2 separate regions of the Triticum aestivum genome follow, and region 2 is linked to region 1. A link is a contact called in public Hi-C data. All regions are on one chromosome and are shown on one strand. Each heading gives the region's core, a stretch centred on a gene start, on an enhancer-like site or on the middle of the called end of the contact. The rest is flanking DNA. Distances are from core to core; before and after follow the strand shown. Region 1 has its middle 72 kb from the start of LOC123058342. Region 2 holds the start of LOC123061330.

The links. Hi-C and Micro-C count contacts between places; a contact is called where the count stands out from the background.
Region 2: a Hi-C map of leaf shows a contact between it and region 1, with 5 times the contacts expected there. The contact joins the promoter of LOC123061330 here to the enhancer-like site in region 1. A contact is called at or near these places in 1 of 5 Hi-C or Micro-C datasets (leaf) and 1 of 1 datasets of contacts at active chromatin or transcription factors (leaf).

The regions. Positions count from the first base shown.
Region 1 is chr3A:373,870,661-373,873,399 of IWGSC CS RefSeq v2.1, reverse strand. No RefSeq gene overlaps it. Among protein-coding and RNA genes, the nearest start is that of LOC123058342, 72 kb to the right of the region's middle. Within about 2 kb of position 1,364, at least 2 of the 8 cell types and tissues checked have an H3K27ac peak or open chromatin away from gene starts, as enhancers often do. A contact at or near this core is called in leaf, where this site is marked.
Region 2 is chr3A:374,102,343-374,105,081 of IWGSC CS RefSeq v2.1, reverse strand. It overlaps LOC123061330, which reads right to left and starts at 1,385. Exons shown (of 5, transcript XM_044484389.1): 1 at 1,155-1,385; 2 at 510-686. The coding sequence starts at 663.

The DNA.
Region 1 (2,739 bases), core at 115-2,614:
ACTGGACTTATTTCAATTTCATGAACATTTTTTAAACTTTTTGAATTTTTCCAAGTTCATATTTTTTAAAAATAGAATTATTTCGTATTAATATTGGTTGAAAATTCAACGGGGAATATTATTTTAGTCAACTGTAATTTTTTGAGTGGTTTTTGAGGCAACAGTCAATCCGGTCGACCTGTCCAACTACAAAAATCAACCGAGCAAGAAGATTCCTGCTGGGCTTCCCATATGAGAGCATGCGCGTGAGCACCAGTTTTGTTAGCTGGGCCGGTCAGGTGAGCAGCACAGCTCTCTTTGCATTTTGATCGTGCTAGCAACATCTAGTTGTGCAATTTTCTCAAAAAGAATAATATCGAGTTGTGCAATTACCGATCTAACCTGTAATAATAAATACAAAAAGAAAATAATGTAGGTACTAGTCCCACCTTATTTTGGGTAACTGGTCCACGTATTTGATACTTCTGTTTTGGTACCTCCTATTTCCACCACTCGATTATCTCTGATGGACGGTTCTTATTTCTTTTAACGACAATAAAATTTGAACTCCCTCCGGTACTTTCCACTTTGTATATAAGTTTTGTTTGAAATCAAATTTCTTAAAGTTTGATCCATTTTTTATTAAAAAAATTAACATTCACAATACAAAATCAATACAATTAAATGTGTCATGAATTTTATTTTTATATTATATAACTTTATATTGTAGATGTTGTATCTTTTCATATAAATATGATCAAACTCTATGAAGTCTGAATTCAAATAGATCTTACATGTAAATTAAAGGAATGGAGCAGGAGAGTGGACGATCTGCACACAAGGGCATCTGCACCCATTTTTCAAAAATGTACCTTTTACGCATTTTGTAATATTCAAAAATTCAAAAAAAAAATGCATACATGTTGGCAAAGGTATGTCCACAGCATAAAGTTTTGTGTAAAAAAGTATTTTTATTTTGTTTCAGTAAAAAAGATAAATTTTACTGCTTCTAAATAGCGTTTCACGGCACAAAATTTTGTCTTTTTTGCACAGGCTATAAAAAAATTGTTTTTTTGTGAAACTTTCTGTACACACATAGAATATGAAGATGTCCGCGCGCATCTTTTTTCAGAACTTTTTAACATTGTAAAATGTGTTTTTCAAAGTGGATTCATATATACCCGAATTTATTCACGCACTTCTCATTGAAGCAGTATATAGTAATTAAATGGTTATTCGGTACTAGTCGAACCACAAAACGATTGCCACAAGTTGCCCAAGCTATCGAAGGACGCGCCGCCTGCATTATTGGAGTCTGACACTCCACGGAGAGGTCAAATCACGGTAACTACTGAAAGCAACAACCCTCAAAAAGAAGTACCGAAAGCAATGGGCTGTGCCAGATTCAAACGAAACGGTATTGACATCCTATCCTATCGTGCCACACTGCACGTCACACCCCACGGTACTTTTCTCATGATCAATCAAACGTGTCACTCAGAGTGACGTTTATCTTCCTCTTGCTGTATGGGTGGAAGCTTCTGGTCGATGGAAAATAATTGGAGAGAGCGAGCGGGGCATTGCAGCGAACCGACGTGTCCTGTTGTGTTCCTGATAACAACGAGATTTGCCACATACTTTGTCAGTGTACACTAATCACTTTTTTTTGCCGACAACGTGAGTTTTTGCTGCGCTTAGGGCATGATCGCTAGAAAGGTGGCTTTACATTGATCTATGTATTTATTCTTGTCAAACACATTGAACAATTTTCCTTGAAAAAAAATCTCTATAAACAATTTAATAAAGATGGTTGTATGCCTCGTTTAATATAGAGACCGGGGGTTATCCTCTTTGGGAAAATGTGAGCTTTTGATAATCATGTGTATCATGATGCTGTTGCAAACCTATGTAATCCAAGTCTCGCACCGGCGGGCGACGTGGGAGAAGCCCTTGGGTTGAAATTCAGCTTTGAAAATAATTGCCATTGTTAATCAATCAACGCTGACATGAGAACAATATTTACTTCTTGAAGTCGTTGTGTTTGAGTTCTGCGCCATTCCTTAACTCACATGTCGCTCGACTGCTGGATTATGGTCAACGCTCAAACTTCTACCACAACATAGGTTCAGTGTGTATGGCCTCATGTTTTTCTTTATCTTTTTTAGTTAGGCATTAATCGATCTGAGTTCAACATCAATGCTTAACATTGTTTTTATAACTAATAGTATATGGTAATGCATCGATCAATGCGGAGCCCGGGTGTTATCCTTCTTTTTAGGAAAGAATGTGCTGAGAGATAGCAACGTACATGGTTTTTGATACTGGCTCTGCATACCAAATAAATCCAAGCTAAAAAAGTACCAACATCAACAACCACAAAAAGGTCTTTGGGATAGAGGGCTGGCCTTCGTGTCGCATGCTAGACGACCCTAGGGCAACCAAGCTTAAACGTCATAAGTTTTCCGCTCTTGCACTTCTGATGTCATTGTTATTTTTGGCTTTGTCCATGGTAGACGAAAGGATGACAGATGGCGGCCCGGTGCCACAATAGATTGTGAGTGCGACAGTGCTAGATTGGCATCATGCAATGGCTTGATGTAGATCTAGTCTTAGTCAGGCCGTGGTTTGCTCGGATTATCACCGGTGAGTTCGGTGAGTGGTAGTGTTGGCTTGGCTGATGTTGCCTTTGCTCATGGTTTGCCCGAGGCTTCAACATGCAATGGGGGTTGGTTCTATATCTAGCAGTAGTGTGGTTGGCAT
Region 2 (2,739 bases), core at 136-2,635, 230 kb before region 1:
GGTTACATGTAGCCAACTGTCTGTCAAGACTTGGGACAGCCAATTTGGGAGAAATGTGCAATGCATTAAAAATTCTGAGAGCTAATACGAAAATTCTTAAATTACATCATTTCAACTCTGAAAATTTATGGTTTGATTAAGTATTGCTGTTATATCCACCATCCAGCTGTCAGGTTGATGTCAGTGTCAAAAATGTTCTTCTTCTGGCCTAAACGCAAATCTCCTTTTCAGAATAAGTATTTCTGTTTTCTGAACCTATTTATTCATCAGAAAAATAAAAGGATACATTAGCGATTCTATTTTCATTTATTTGACTCACGAGATATCTTTTACTGAACTGACCATGGGATTTGAGCAACCAAAAATACTCCTAGTGCCTGTGTCGATCAGAACTCTACTGCTATCGGTTAAGTACTTGTTATGACAAACACTATGAACGGTTCAAGAACTGAGATGAAGAAGAGGTTTGCTGGAAGCCGGAAAGGCATTCTTGAAACGAAATGACTAACCATTCTTGGCTGATTTGATGCTTCCTGCAAGGGCACCAAACCCACCCTTGGCGCGATCGAAGAAGTCGTTCTTCCCACGGCTATCTTTGTCCTTCTTGGGCGATGATGCATCGGTGTTTTTCACTTTCTTGGAATTCTTGCGCTGGAAAAACATTTCGTTCTGTGCTTCCTCTTACACTGCAAGAATTGGTGTAGGAAAAAGCATGTAAAAAACAACATACCGCCTGCAGCGTGCTCAAGAATGCTAAATGCTACAGTAATTTGTATTGATTTGCTAGTCCATTATTCTGAATAGCTTGTGTCTTAAAAGGTGGTACAGGATGAAAACAGGAATCTCCTTGTAATAGCTAGCTTAGTTTTGAATTTTGAAGCAATCCATGGTTGTCCTCCTCCTCGAAAAAAAATTTGGTTGTCCTGATCTGTATTGCCTCATGTACCAACCAGGTCCGTTCATGGTTACTGAAATTTGAGGAGAGGGGGACCCAAGGAAAATGCGCCAAGGCTCGAGAGTCGAGAAAAGATAACAACAAACAAAAATGATCCGTCCATCTAACCACCTATATAACTCATTAACACCCATCTAATCATTCCAAAAGGCGCTAGAAACAAAGGAGAAAAAGAAAAGGAAAGGAGGAGATATCTTACCTAGTTTCCTGGGTAGGATGAGAAAATGGAGAGGAGCTGCAGCAGAGCAGAGGAGAAGAGGGACAGGGTGAGGGGATGGATATGCAGAGGAATAAAATGCTCCTCCCTTTATGGCTTCCAGCATGAAGTCGTTGCTGCTTCAATTCCATCGGATCCGGGCGCCCCAACCCGCAACCCTCAGCTTCAAATTTCTTGGTCTTTCCTGGCTAAAACTTATGAAACTGGCCATTGCATTTCTTTACTAAACCAGCAACACGAGATCAAAACGCGGTTACTAATTTATATGGCTCCTGTGTTGACTTAGCCAGCGCAACCATGTTTATCGGCGAGTGATGAACACGTGTATGTGTACAGGATTTGCAGGTAACAGAAAAATGTAAGTTGAGGCTGAAGTGCTGCACAAGGAGTCTCCTTAGCCTATCTCGTGCACTCACTTTAGCGTGTACGTCGCAACACACGCAGACTTGAAGCAAATAGTTTTGTCCGAGTCTTGGTGGATGGATGGTTTGGATACCCGTCGCTATAACGGACCCGAGCTCCAATTTGCTACTGTATGTATGTAGGATGTTTCTTCTTCAGACAAAATCTTCTGCGATTTGTCTTGCTTGTTTTTTTTAAAAAATTCGGAAACATCCTAGCAAACGTATTGTGCGACAAGTAGCGTCTGAAAAACTGAAAGAAATGGACATGCTTTTATTTGGACCCATATACATATATTGTTGAAAGAAGAAGAGATTAACCGCAGATACGTACGGTACTGATCGGACCAACACGTGTTCTCTCGCGCATTGAAGCGTTCCCTGTGACTGAGGGCATGTGGTTATCAACAACGTATTTGACGGTCACACTCATCTGGTCGGTCTCGATATTTCTCCCCGTTGTGAGACGCATGTACTCCATTTGCATTCGCAGTGGTTGCCAACCTCCCAAGATGTACGAGTTGACCGTGTTTTTTTCTTTGATAAAAAGAATGTACCGAGAAGATATCAATTACACCCGACCCGTACACCGTGCACTGGCATGACCCAAGAGCATCAAGGAAGGATGCACATAGTCAAATTATTACCAGATTAAGGGGGGAAAAGATCAACAAAGCAACTGCACCAAACGACAACAACACTTATCAATGATGGCAACCTAGGTAACATAATAGGTGCTCCAACAACAACGTTTTCGAAACAAAGTATGAGCGCCATCGTCGCTGGACCCAACCACTGCGTCACATTATGGATTTTTATCCCAGAGAGGAATCTGAGTAAACTCTCATGTAATGTCTTCAACAAGGGAATGTCGTGTGAATAACGCCATTGCGAGGTTCAACCAATGAAAGTCATACATAGAGGTGTTTTCACTCCTGGAACTCGAGTCCCTGCACTCAAAAACACCTAACTAATGTCACCCTGTGCTGCCACCACATGTCGATCCATCACCACATAGCCACCCAAATGCACAGTCCTAATGAATGTAACATACGGGAACATTTGGTTCCTGTGTGTATATACACCCTATTGGCAAATACAAAAGAAGTCAACAAAATTAGAAACTTTTTTCGATATAAACTTGACATTTTGTTGTATTCATATAA